Linked DNA regions of Salmo salar: region 1 is linked to region 2. The links are chromatin contacts, called in public Hi-C maps. All regions are on one chromosome and are shown on one strand. The core of a region is the stretch at or near the end of the contact, and the rest is flanking DNA. Distances in the headings are between cores, read along the strand shown. Region 1 holds the start of ece1 (endothelin converting enzyme 1). Region 2 overlaps LOC106582990 (eukaryotic translation initiation factor 4 gamma 3).

Evidence for each region. Hi-C and Micro-C count contacts between places; a contact is called where the count stands out from the background.
Region 1: a contact with region 2 is called in a Hi-C map of muscle, with 2.8 times the contacts expected there. The contact joins the promoter of ece1 here to the enhancer-like site in region 2. A contact is called at or near these places in 2 of 3 Hi-C or Micro-C datasets (gill and muscle).

Annotation. Positions count from the first base shown.
Region 1 is chrssa22:22,905,254-22,910,729 of Ssal_v3.1, forward strand. ece1 (endothelin converting enzyme 1) reads right to left here and starts at 3,982. Exons shown (of 19, transcript XM_045705623.1): 1 at 3,822-3,982. ppb (Alkaline phosphatase) reads left to right here and starts at 5,175. Exons shown (of 12, transcript NM_001139976.1): 1 at 5,175-5,231.
Region 2 is chrssa22:22,815,302-22,820,886 of Ssal_v3.1, forward strand. It overlaps LOC106582990 (eukaryotic translation initiation factor 4 gamma 3), which reads right to left. Exons shown (of 36, transcript XM_014166664.2): 13 at 5,538-5,585; 14 at 5,127-5,215; 15 at 4,562-4,823; 16 at 4,315-4,436; 17 at 3,133-3,255; 18 at 2,583-2,747; 19 at 2,167-2,364; 20 at 1,754-1,897; 21 at 1,285-1,521; 22 at 673-777; 23 at 48-186. Among protein-coding and RNA genes, the nearest start is that of LOC106582993, 13 kb to the left of the region's middle. Within about 2 kb of position 3,285, at least 1 of the 13 cell types and tissues checked has an H3K27ac peak or open chromatin away from gene starts, as enhancers often do. A contact at or near this core is called in muscle, where this site is marked.

The DNA.
Region 1 (5,476 bases), core at 2,732-5,231, 91 kb after region 2:
CTTATACCTTTATACCACTTCGACCCCACCCATCCCCTATAAACCAGTACCAAACACTTGGATAATGTCATTCGCACATCCTTGTCAAAGGACACTATGAACTTGGTGTCCCTTCATGATCTTCATTACATAACCCTTATACAGTCATGTGTACAGTAAAACAATACTGCAGTTGATCATTCTGTATCTGATATAATGTCAGTCAGTGACCTAACCTGAAACACACAAAAAAACGTCCCTCAAAAAAACAGTAAAGACTACTGCACAATGAACGGGAGGCACCATGTAGGCTAACGTCCAGGTGTAACATGAGAATACCTATGGAGAATATGTTATCTGCATGATGTGGGATTTACAGCTCAGGTAGGCCTAGATAACATTCGATTACCTGCGTCTGCTGCTGCATGTGGCCTAATATTGACTTCCAAGAAACTCTCACGCTCACCCCTGGGCCCTAGGTAGGCTAATGAATAACCACTATGTAAACAAGGATGGCAACAACAAGTGACAAACCAATTATGGACTCAAAATGATTATTTTTCCTTTTTCAATTAAAAAGTGTGTTCAATAGTGTTTTCAAACCATCTTTGCTGTAGTAGTAGGCTATACAGTATCTGCACTATATATACAGTATCTGCCAACATGATCATCTACTCACAGACTTAAACACTTTTATTTAAGTCTGTGAGTAGGCTTGGCTAAAATTCAGGGATGACTTGTTTTGGTAATGCAGAAACCGGTTCCAGCTGGGAATTATGCAAAACACACACTAGGGTGACCACATATCCCTGACAGTGGCCTTTTCTTCTGCAACCAAACAATCATGTCCGGCATTTTATCAACAAATTCAAACACCACTAATTTGGACAGAAAAAAGGTTGGTTCCTCCTGTATTTCATTCATACATTCCAACCTGTCTTTTGCAGTCACGTTGTGTATATGAAAAGATGAAGGCCTATATCATCAGGATGTGGTACTGATGTTAAACACTTCTCCAATCGTTGTTGAGATCTGATATTCTGAGCAAGACAAGCATGCCAATGTCATAGGCCTATCGTCAACCAATCACATTTCCCAAATCCTTTCGGGAAAATTCCAGCTAAACTTGGAGAGGACAGTTAGGCCTAGCTACTTACAAAGCTGGTTTATGACGAAGAGCTACAAAATTCAATAAATAGCCATATTAGACTGAAAGGCAGGTCAATTTGTCAAACTTGGGAGGTTCTCCATGCTCATTAGTTGCTCATTCAACATATTTGGTGTTACTTTACTCAAGCCTGTTTTAAAAGTCTCAATCCCTGGGACCAACTAGAACTGTTTCCTTGGCCACATATTACTAGATTTTCATAAAACAGCTGCACATGTGGGCTCTCGTTTCTGCATCACCATATTTTGCGCGAGGGAAGAGTAGGCTAGGTGCAATACAATTATACTGAACAAAAATATAAACGCAACATGCAACAATTTCAAAGATTTTACTGAGTTACAGTTCACATAAGGAAATCAGTCAATTTAAATAAATTCATTAGGCCCTAATCTATGCATTTCACATAACTGGGCAGGGGTGCAGCCATGGGGGTTGCCTTGGAGGGCATAGGCCCACCCACTGGGGAGCCAGGACCAGCCAATCAGAATGAGTTTTTCCCCACAAAAGGGATTTATTACAGACATAAATACTCCTCAGCACTACCCCATCAGATGATCTCGCAGGTGAAGAAGCCAGATGTGGAGGTCCTGGAATGGCGTGGTTACACGTGGTCTGCGGTTATGAGGCCGGTTGGACATACTGCCAAAATCTCTAAAATTACGTTGAAGGCAGTTTATGGCAGAGAAATTAACATTAAATTATCTGGCAACTGCTCTGGTGGACATTCCTGCAGGCAGCATGCCAATTGCATGCACCCTCAAAACTTGAGACATCTTTGGCATTGGTTACAAAACTGCACATTTTAAAGTGGCCTTTTATTGTCCCCAGCACACAGTGCACCTGTGTAATGATCATGCTGTTTAATCAACTTCTTGACAAGCCAAACCTGTCAGGTGAATGGATTATCTTGGCAAAGGAGAAATGCTCACTAACACGGCTGTAAACACATTTGTACACAACATTTGAATGAAATAATATTTTTGTGCTCATGGAAAATGTCGGTGATGTTTTTATTTCAGCTCATGAAACATGAGACCAACAGTTTACATGTTGCGTTTATATTTTTGTTCAGTGTAGCTCGTTCGGTACAGCGGGAGCTGTATGGTGCTCATTTAGTAAAGTTAGAAGAAAGCTGAAGCAATGTCTTGGAAGATCACATACTGATTAATTAGTATTCTACATAACATAACCAAATATACCTATAATAGCATAGTATAACGTTATTGTCACATCAAAAACATATGAGATTTAACTGAAATAAAAAATATTTTATCATGCGGACAAAACTGCGAATGTCCAGCAAAATCATCCTGTTGTCCCACATTTGGGTATTTTAAAATGTGGTCAACTTAACACTACCTCATGTCATGGTGGTAAACAGTGAACATTGTAATTGAGCACCATACATTTGTTACGCATCGGGTCATCGCACAGAGATGGTCAAATGTTCCAAATGTAGAGTACTTGTTTACACCAACGGCAGCCAACACATGATTGTAATAAACATATGGTATGTAATTAATAAACATTTTAAACGGAACAGGTTCTTACCACCATTACTTCAGCTCACTCTGTCTATGCAGTCCTCTCATAAGCCTTCAGCGGACAGCTGTTGGTTTGCCAGACGCTACAAACGATATTAACTATATTTTCAGTCGTGTCACCACACAAGGCGAAAGCTTCACTGTAAATATTGAGTTTACAAGTTACCCTTGAAAAGCATTTGCCCGACCAATAGCAGGACGAGAAGCGACGGTTTTCCGTCCTTCTAACAAGAGGATTTGAGAAATGGGCGGGTCTTAATAAAAATGTTTTGTTACCTTTTCTTAGAAAGTTTGACTTGATTTGTGGTTGCAATTAATGTGCAAAAAGTTATCCTGCGGAAAAAAGGGTCCCACTTTACTAAGGAACCAAAACAATATGCCTTTGTGTTTACAGTGCATGATAGTTTAGCCTACATGTAGGTACAGCCAGGTACATTATTAAAGTATATTTACCCTAATTAGGTTACAACTGCTACCTGTTTTGGTTTATGCAATTTTCAAGGATTTGCAAATAAAGCGATAGATAATTTATCTAAAGCAATAAGGGGTGGTTTATCTGCAATTCATTAGAATTTGTTCACACAGGCCTACACAATTCTCTCAAGTGTTGAAGGATTAAGGAACTTGAATTGTTGACTGGACATTTCGTTACATGCAGCGCAATCACTTAAGGTGTGGAGATCAAAGAAAATGAAACTGCAATAAGCTTCTAAAGCAAACAAGTGCCTAATAGGATCAATGGGATTATAATTATTATTATAATGCACAAATTTTTTCACAGTTCCCCAGGAAATTTGTGAAAGTTAGCCTTGAGTGCCATGCTACTAGGCCTAATGGTTATGTAGAAGTTAACAACATCTTGGCTCTGGCTGGTCCAATCTTTGTAATCATCCTTCGCTATAATAGTTTTTTGTTCTTACACAAAAAATATATATTGTAATAAAACTAACAGGAATTGGAATAGCAGATGGACTCAGATTGTGCCTATACTAAGTAGGCCTACTATTATTCAGTTCAGTAAATTCTTTTATCCAAGCAATTATTGATACTTAATTGAAATATACTGTTCAAATGCTGTAGCCTTCCTGTTTGTCAGTGCAGGTGAGGCTCTGCGGTAATAGCGTACTTACCTCAAACGTAAATTCAAGTCCTGCTATGTCTATTCCCCCTCAATTGCTACAGTGTTGGCAGTGGTGAGATAATCCCAGTAGTGTTTGCCGGTTCACACTGGGGTTTGTTTGTGAGGGACACTTGGAGAGAGAGGGTAGGTAGTGTAGCCTTCCTGTATGAGAGGGAGCCAAGGAGAGGATTCGATTAAGCTGTCCCCGGTGCCCGTATGAGCGGAGTTAACACTGGGTGAAAAGTGATCACATTCGTTTTGAAACCAGACTGCTTCCAGGGTTTGTCGGGTGCCCCGTTCAAAACAAACTGAAGTATGTCAAGAACATGGAGTAATGACTTAGGATTCTGAGGTTTCATATATAAAAATGTTGTTTGTTCTTCATCAAAATGCACATGATATCTGCCTTCCCAAGCAAGCATAGGATAGCATATGCCTATCCTAAGGAAAATACATGTTGTGTGTTTCTGAATGATGCATCGTGCTGCCTGGTTGACATTGACAATATGACCAGGAGGTGCAGAGTACTGTTCGAGCAGAACAACATGAGTTTCCAATAACCCTTAACCCCACCTGTTGATATGTAAAGGGCGCTCCAACCTAAGCGCTTTTGCCCGGTCATATGACGGGCCATAACCCGGTGTAACACGGTTCATCCTAATCGAACTCCCTCAATGGTAACGTGGGTCACGTTACCATTTTGTTAATGGTCGCTGGTCTCTAGTGACATCTAAAGGACACAAAATGAACAACATAAATCACTGAGGATAAATTGGTGCATGTAAATAATCTAGTTTATAAACTGCTAATTATTAATTCATAGTTTATAATTCTGTAATAAACCGTTATAATACATTGGTTGAAAATGTGTGCTTATTTAGCTGCTTGCCACATAGTTACTGAGTTAATATGGCTGTACTGCAATAGACTAATAATTGTAAAAGTCAGTATAGTGCATTAAACGCAGTCATATACTATCACAATTTGTCAAGCAACTGTTTTCACGCATTTATAAACTAGGCTATAAATGAACTAATGACAGTTTATAAGCTGCTAATAAACCTCTATATTACGTATGTAGGCCTATAATATGTTTCAGTTTTTCACAAGCTGACAATGAACTCGGCTGATTTAAATGAACGTGAAAAACTTGAATACAAATAATTTTGAGTAGCCTAAATGCAACAGTGAAACAGGTCGACAGGCGGCACTCCAGCTCTTCATATTATGGTGCCATTATTTATAGCGTGATTCTCACCATCGAGGTGAAATACCGACCGCTATTCTCAGCCGTCCAGACAGAGCATATAGGCTTATAAAAGGATGGTCAAAAGATCCTCAAGAACACACATGAAAAGGTGAACGTGGTTTGTCAACGGACAGAAGTGTTTTTGCTAAAGAAGCTTAAATAGATCCCGCAGTAAGTTTATTCCTTTAACTTTTTCACTAATAGACTTTGGAATATCAGGAGATGTCAATGGTTTATCGCGTGCAAGCTATTTAGAAAATATGAAAATACAATATTGCAATTGGCTGTATTGCCAGGAAAATCGCTGCAATTAAACAATCCGCTTCATCGTTTCATGGCGTGTAACGCTTTCCATCTTCTTAAAGCTATATTACGCTATAATGTAGCTGTTCTGTACGTTTTTGTGATTGCAGATT
Region 2 (5,585 bases), core at 2,035-4,534:
GTGTAGTTCTAAGCCTTAGAGGATGTAGCCCATGGGGCCTGGCTGACCTGGCCTTCTCTTGGTGTCCTTGGATAGCAGCTGCTGGTGCACCTTCCTCTGCTCCTCCTGCTCCTCAATCTTGGCCTCTTTGTGGATCTGCTCGATGGTCTTAGGGCCCTGGTCAGCTCTCCTGGACACCCAGTTGTGCTGTTGGAAAGAGCAGTGTTAGACTTACGCAAGGAGTCCAATACATTTTTTTTTTAAATGCATGAAATGAAATGTATGCATTCACTACTGTAAGTCGCTCTGGATAAGAGCGTCTGCTAAATGACTAAAATGTACATGTAAATGAGTTTCCTCAGAGAGACAATCTGGTGTTTTTAATTACTGAACTGCGTACAACACAATTAGCCTACAGTCAAGGAGCCCCAATGGCACAGCAGTATTTTGTTGATGGCTATACATGCAGAATTTTTTATTCTATGCCCAAATCTAACTGATTACAGTCTGTTGTTTTCTTCCTCAGAGTGAATTACTGGTCTGCTCAGGGAGCCCGCGTGAATAACTGAAAATGAGAATTTGTTTTCTCCTATTTGTTGTAATAAAAAAAAAAAAGAACCCTCACTGGTGAGCTGAGCTGCACAGACAGCACACAACCACAAGGCTCGAGTATGCACACACACACACACTTACCAATCGGAGGTCTATCACGTCCTGCAGCATAAACCGTATCCGGGACGATGTCTTCCGCTCCTTAACAATTTTCTCCATCTGATTGAAATACTGATCCATGCGAGGCTATGACAAGAAAGAGAGAGATGAAGGGTCATTGCAAAGTGATGTATGAATACAAAATTCTCACTATTCACTCCAGTGGACAGCCAGACGCTCTCATGTCATTTCATTCCACTCCATTTTGCAATTCAGTGTGATATAGTATTGCCTCAAACTAAACTGAGCAGTTTGGGAGCAGGTACAACAAAAGCCTTTTTTCTTAGCCTATAAAACACAGACTACTAAATGTGATTTCCTGTCTCAGTGTTAAATGTGACAGATATACACAATTACAGCATTTGTAAATATGAGGACCACAGAGAGTCTTAAAACTCTGGTAGAGCCCAAAGAGGGTGAACACTGGTACGTGTGTAGGAGTCTTTCCTTTGGCCAGGAGCAGGTTAAAACAGGTCAGACAACAGCAGGCGCGAGGGAGCAGTGAGATGTCTCCTCACCCACGTCCTCCCAGGCCTCAGGGGCTTCCTCAAACGACCAGCTGGAAGTCATTTAAGCTCCCTCCCCATGGCTCACCTTGGCCTTCTCAAAGTCCAGGTCCTTGCCGATGGTGGTGAGCAGCCTGCAAAGGCACTCCAGCGATTCCTCGTCATGGTTCTTCAGCAGCTTGACCACGCAGTCGTGCATGATGGCCTCTGTCAGCATCTTGAGCTTGAACAGCTCTCCGATGAACTTGATGTTCCCTATGGAGCGCCGGCGGGCCTTGTCCTTGGCCTCCTCCAGCTCTAACCGTAGTCTCTCTTGATCACTGGACTAGAGAGGAAATGGAGAGTAGATTGTCAGAACTAAGTAACTAGCAACAGCTAACAATGAGCCCCCACTAACTCTTCACAATACATCAGTCTCATACAATTCTCTGCTCTGTATTCCCCTACTACAAGGTGACAGACAGATTGGTGATCTGGGTAGTGTGTGTGTGTGTGTGTGTGTGTGTGTGTGTGTGTGTGTGTGTGTGTGTGTGTGTGTGTGTGTGGGGTTTAGGTACCTGTGCAGAGTCGAGTTCCTTCTGTTTCCTTTCAAACACCACGTCATCCACCTTGTCCCGCTCAAACTCTTTCTGACAACGGTTGAGCAGCAGTTTGCGGAAGTTCACTGTGGTTCCGGGTTTGTCCGTCATGGGCACTTTGAGCTGGAGAATAACAGAGGTAATAAGCTATTTGGTTAGAGGTACAGAGATATAGGGGAAAGAGCAGAGTAAAGAAAAACTGAGAATTGAACGAGAGATAAGGTCTAGAAAGAGTGAAAGGGGGGCAGAAATATACCTTTAAGGACATTTTGCTGAATGTTTATGGGACTTAAGAGGACCCATGTACAGTTTATATTTTTATGTTGATTAGCAGCATTTAGAGGAACCACAGATAATCATGTCTAAACAATAGTTAGCTGAGCTTAACATACCGTGGTGAGGCAACGACACATGTTCCCGTAGGCCACAGAGAAGCCGGGCTCGTCGATGGCCTTCTCAAAGACCAGGTCGATGACGCCCTTGAGGCGCTCCTCCGTGTCGATGGTGAGGTCCGTCACCTGCTTCATCAGCTGGTTGAACATCTGAGGCGTCAGTTTGTTGAGGATACTGCGCACCTTCCGGAAGAGCTCCTGGCACGGCAACAACATCCTCATCATTTATTGATGTGAGAATTCACTCACTTCATTTGATCTTCGGTCTCTTGACAACTCCTTGGTCACAATATTTCTTTCCTGTGTGGAGTCACTGCAGAAGAAACTCAACATCTTGTGGTTGAGTAGGGTGTGTGTTTTTGATTTGACTGTGTAGGTGTGTCTGGGTGTCAGATGAAAGGTTTGGCTCCTCCTACCTGTGTTGTAATGACCTCAGGGTCATCTGATGGCCCCGCCCTCTTCATGCCTGGTTTCCAGGCATTCTCAGCCTTCTTCAGTTGCACCTCTTCATTCGCCGACACGTTCAGGATAATCTTCCTGGGCGGGGGCCGCCGGGCACCACTCCCCATGTTCATCATCTGCTGGAGGAGAGAGAAGACAGAACAACACGTCACTTCTACAGCTCGCCACCAACACCACACACATCACCAAGACTTGTGTGCTGAAGTCTAATTCACAACTTTCCTTGAATGAGTATGACTTTGGGAAATGAGTAATCCCTAGTAAACAAACGGGATGCAAATCATTCCCCATGATTAATTTATCTCACTATGATACCAGCCCAGCGACGTTGTTGTTCATTACCATACCAGAAGTAATATTCTGTGAGTGTGTGTGCGAGCGAGAGCGAGTCAGTGAGCGAGAGAGAAGTAACAAAAAGAAGAGACATTATTTGAGAAAGAGATTGGTGTTTGTGTCGGGTGGAAGGGTAGTAATTACGTGAGCCTGGGAGTGAGCGTGACTCACTGCAGCTCCGCCGCGTCCTCCACTCATCTGTCTGCCAAAGTCAGCAAAGGCCGGTGTGAAGTCAGGGCCTCGGGAGATCACCCTGGACTCTACCGCCCGGGTTGGCAGCTTGTTTTGGTTTATCTGCAGAGAGACAGGGAGAGAGAGAGCGATGGACAGTGAGACAGCTGACCAGCAGGGGGAGCAGTGATCCTTTAACACTGTGGGCCTAGCCATATGGGGAGAGCAGTGGCTGTGGCCTGGTCCAGAAACAACACCCTACTAGCCCTGATTCCCTAAGCACTTGTGGAGATCTGAAAGGACGATAGGTATAATCAATATGGTGAAAGTTTTACCAAGCCTATCAGAGGGTAAGGTAGGGGGGTACTACCATATTGCGTAGATCTATCACCTCCTTTCAGATCTACATGAAGTGCCTGAGGTAGGGGCTGGAATCGGGCCTACCACTGGGGCGAAAGAGAGAGGTCAGACCCAGCTCCATCCCACTGAGAGGTGGTGGATTCCCAATCCTAGTCTTAGTTCCTAGTCTTAGTTCACTGTGTATGCTGTTTTATGTGTATCAGCTATGCATTTGATAAATTCTGTTTAACTAATTTTGTGACTGGCGCAGTGAGTGAAGTCAGAACCACATGTGGAAGGAGGACTGAAGGGAACATTGTGAGGTAACAACTCCAGCGCTCTCAGCTGTCGTTGACTTCCCTTAGTACTCTCCTCCAGTGAACATTTTCTCAGGGAGAAAAATATGACTCCCAGGGACTGTACATCAATCGTTGCCAGTCTATTGCTCCTTTTCTGGGGCTGAATTATCAACACTGCCAAGTGTGACATAATAGCTATGTGATTTTAATCAAAACAGGATGTCTACGGGCTAGCCGCTATTGGCTCGGTCAGAGTGCAGCAGAGGGAGATGAACTTACCAGAAGCATATCATTTCATAATGAATAGCTACATAAAAAAAAAAAAAGACATTGGGCCATGTATTTACTAAAGGGATCAAATCAGGCTACTCCATTCAAATAACCCTTTCACTTCAGAGCTTTTTTCAAAAGCAACTTACTTTGCTAACATCTTACACTATCCATTTACAGTCCTGAATATTTATTGTGGGGTTTAGGGCCTTGCTCACAGCTAACTCATTCAGACCACTAGGTTGAAGCTCTGCTCAGCCCAGTCTTCACACACCTTGTCCAGCACAACGTCACTGATCTGAGGCAGCCCGTCTGGCTTCTGTGTACAGGCAGCCATGAACTGAAAGCCCAGCAGGAAGTCTCGTTTGTACTGACGCTTCCCATTAGTCTCCAGATCTGAGGAAACAACAAGAGAGAGGTGAGGAAAACAGCCCTGCTCATCTCATACTGTGCAAAGGTTGTATGACTGTTGATAGTGAGAACTAAGCGAGAGACACTAATGAATAATAAGCACCCCCTACCTTCCTGGAAGAGGTCTGGGGGTGCTCCTGTGGAGCCCTCATTGTCCCCAGGGGTGGCCCCGCTGTCACTGCTCTCCGTCTCCGAGGTGTGTCCTGCTCCGTTCCTCATGGGCTCAGCCTCCCCGTTTTCCTCAGGGGCTGGGGGCCTCTCCTCTGCCTCCAGGGCTGAGGGCGCTGCTAAGGGTGGGGGAGAGGTGCTGCAGCTCCTGGCGGGTGGCAGGGCCTGGTCTCCAGCAGCCTCTTCCAAAGGCTTGAGCTCCTCCTGGGGGAGGGAGGGGAAGCAGAGGGGGTGAGATAGAGGGACAGAGCTGCCTTCACAGAGTCGGCTGGGAACACTGATCATGATGGATAACTCCTTGCCAACGTACTCTGACGATAACACCACTTCAAGTCATTCATGTCTGTGTTCCACCGCCACACATGTGGCAACATTTTCCATTTGAACTATTCCCCATATAATCTCTCTCCCTCTCCCTTTTCTCCGTCTACTCTGTTTATGCTTCCCCTCCTCCATCTCCTCCTCCTGTTCCCCCGCAGTGAGTGAATAAGAAGGGTTGTTGCTTACCTCAGTCTCCCTCTGTTGGGCATCTCCAACAGGACTCTCTTCATTTGGTTTCTTCCAGGTCTTTGGTGCATCAGGAGCAGTCTGACATCCTGCAGCAAAAACAACAGCAAAGACATGTTAAAGTCAGCTATAGGCTAACGATTTACCCAAAATTGCACCCACTAAAAAATCTATGACTAGATACTTTTACTAGCGGAAAATAGTGGCCTTTCTCTCAGAATAATCATGAACTCCAGCTGTTAGTGTAAGCACTGTGATGAGCTCAGCACTGATCCCATTTGAAACAGATTCTATAACTGTGGACAGTCTTAGTTGTGTCCAGCAGCAACATTTAACAGTTTATTTATAGTATACACACAGGCATCCATGTGACATTCACACGGTCATCTGTACCCATGGTTATGTACATACCTGTAGTGGGACTCTTTCTGGAGAGGGCTTGTAGCTGTGGTTCAGGCT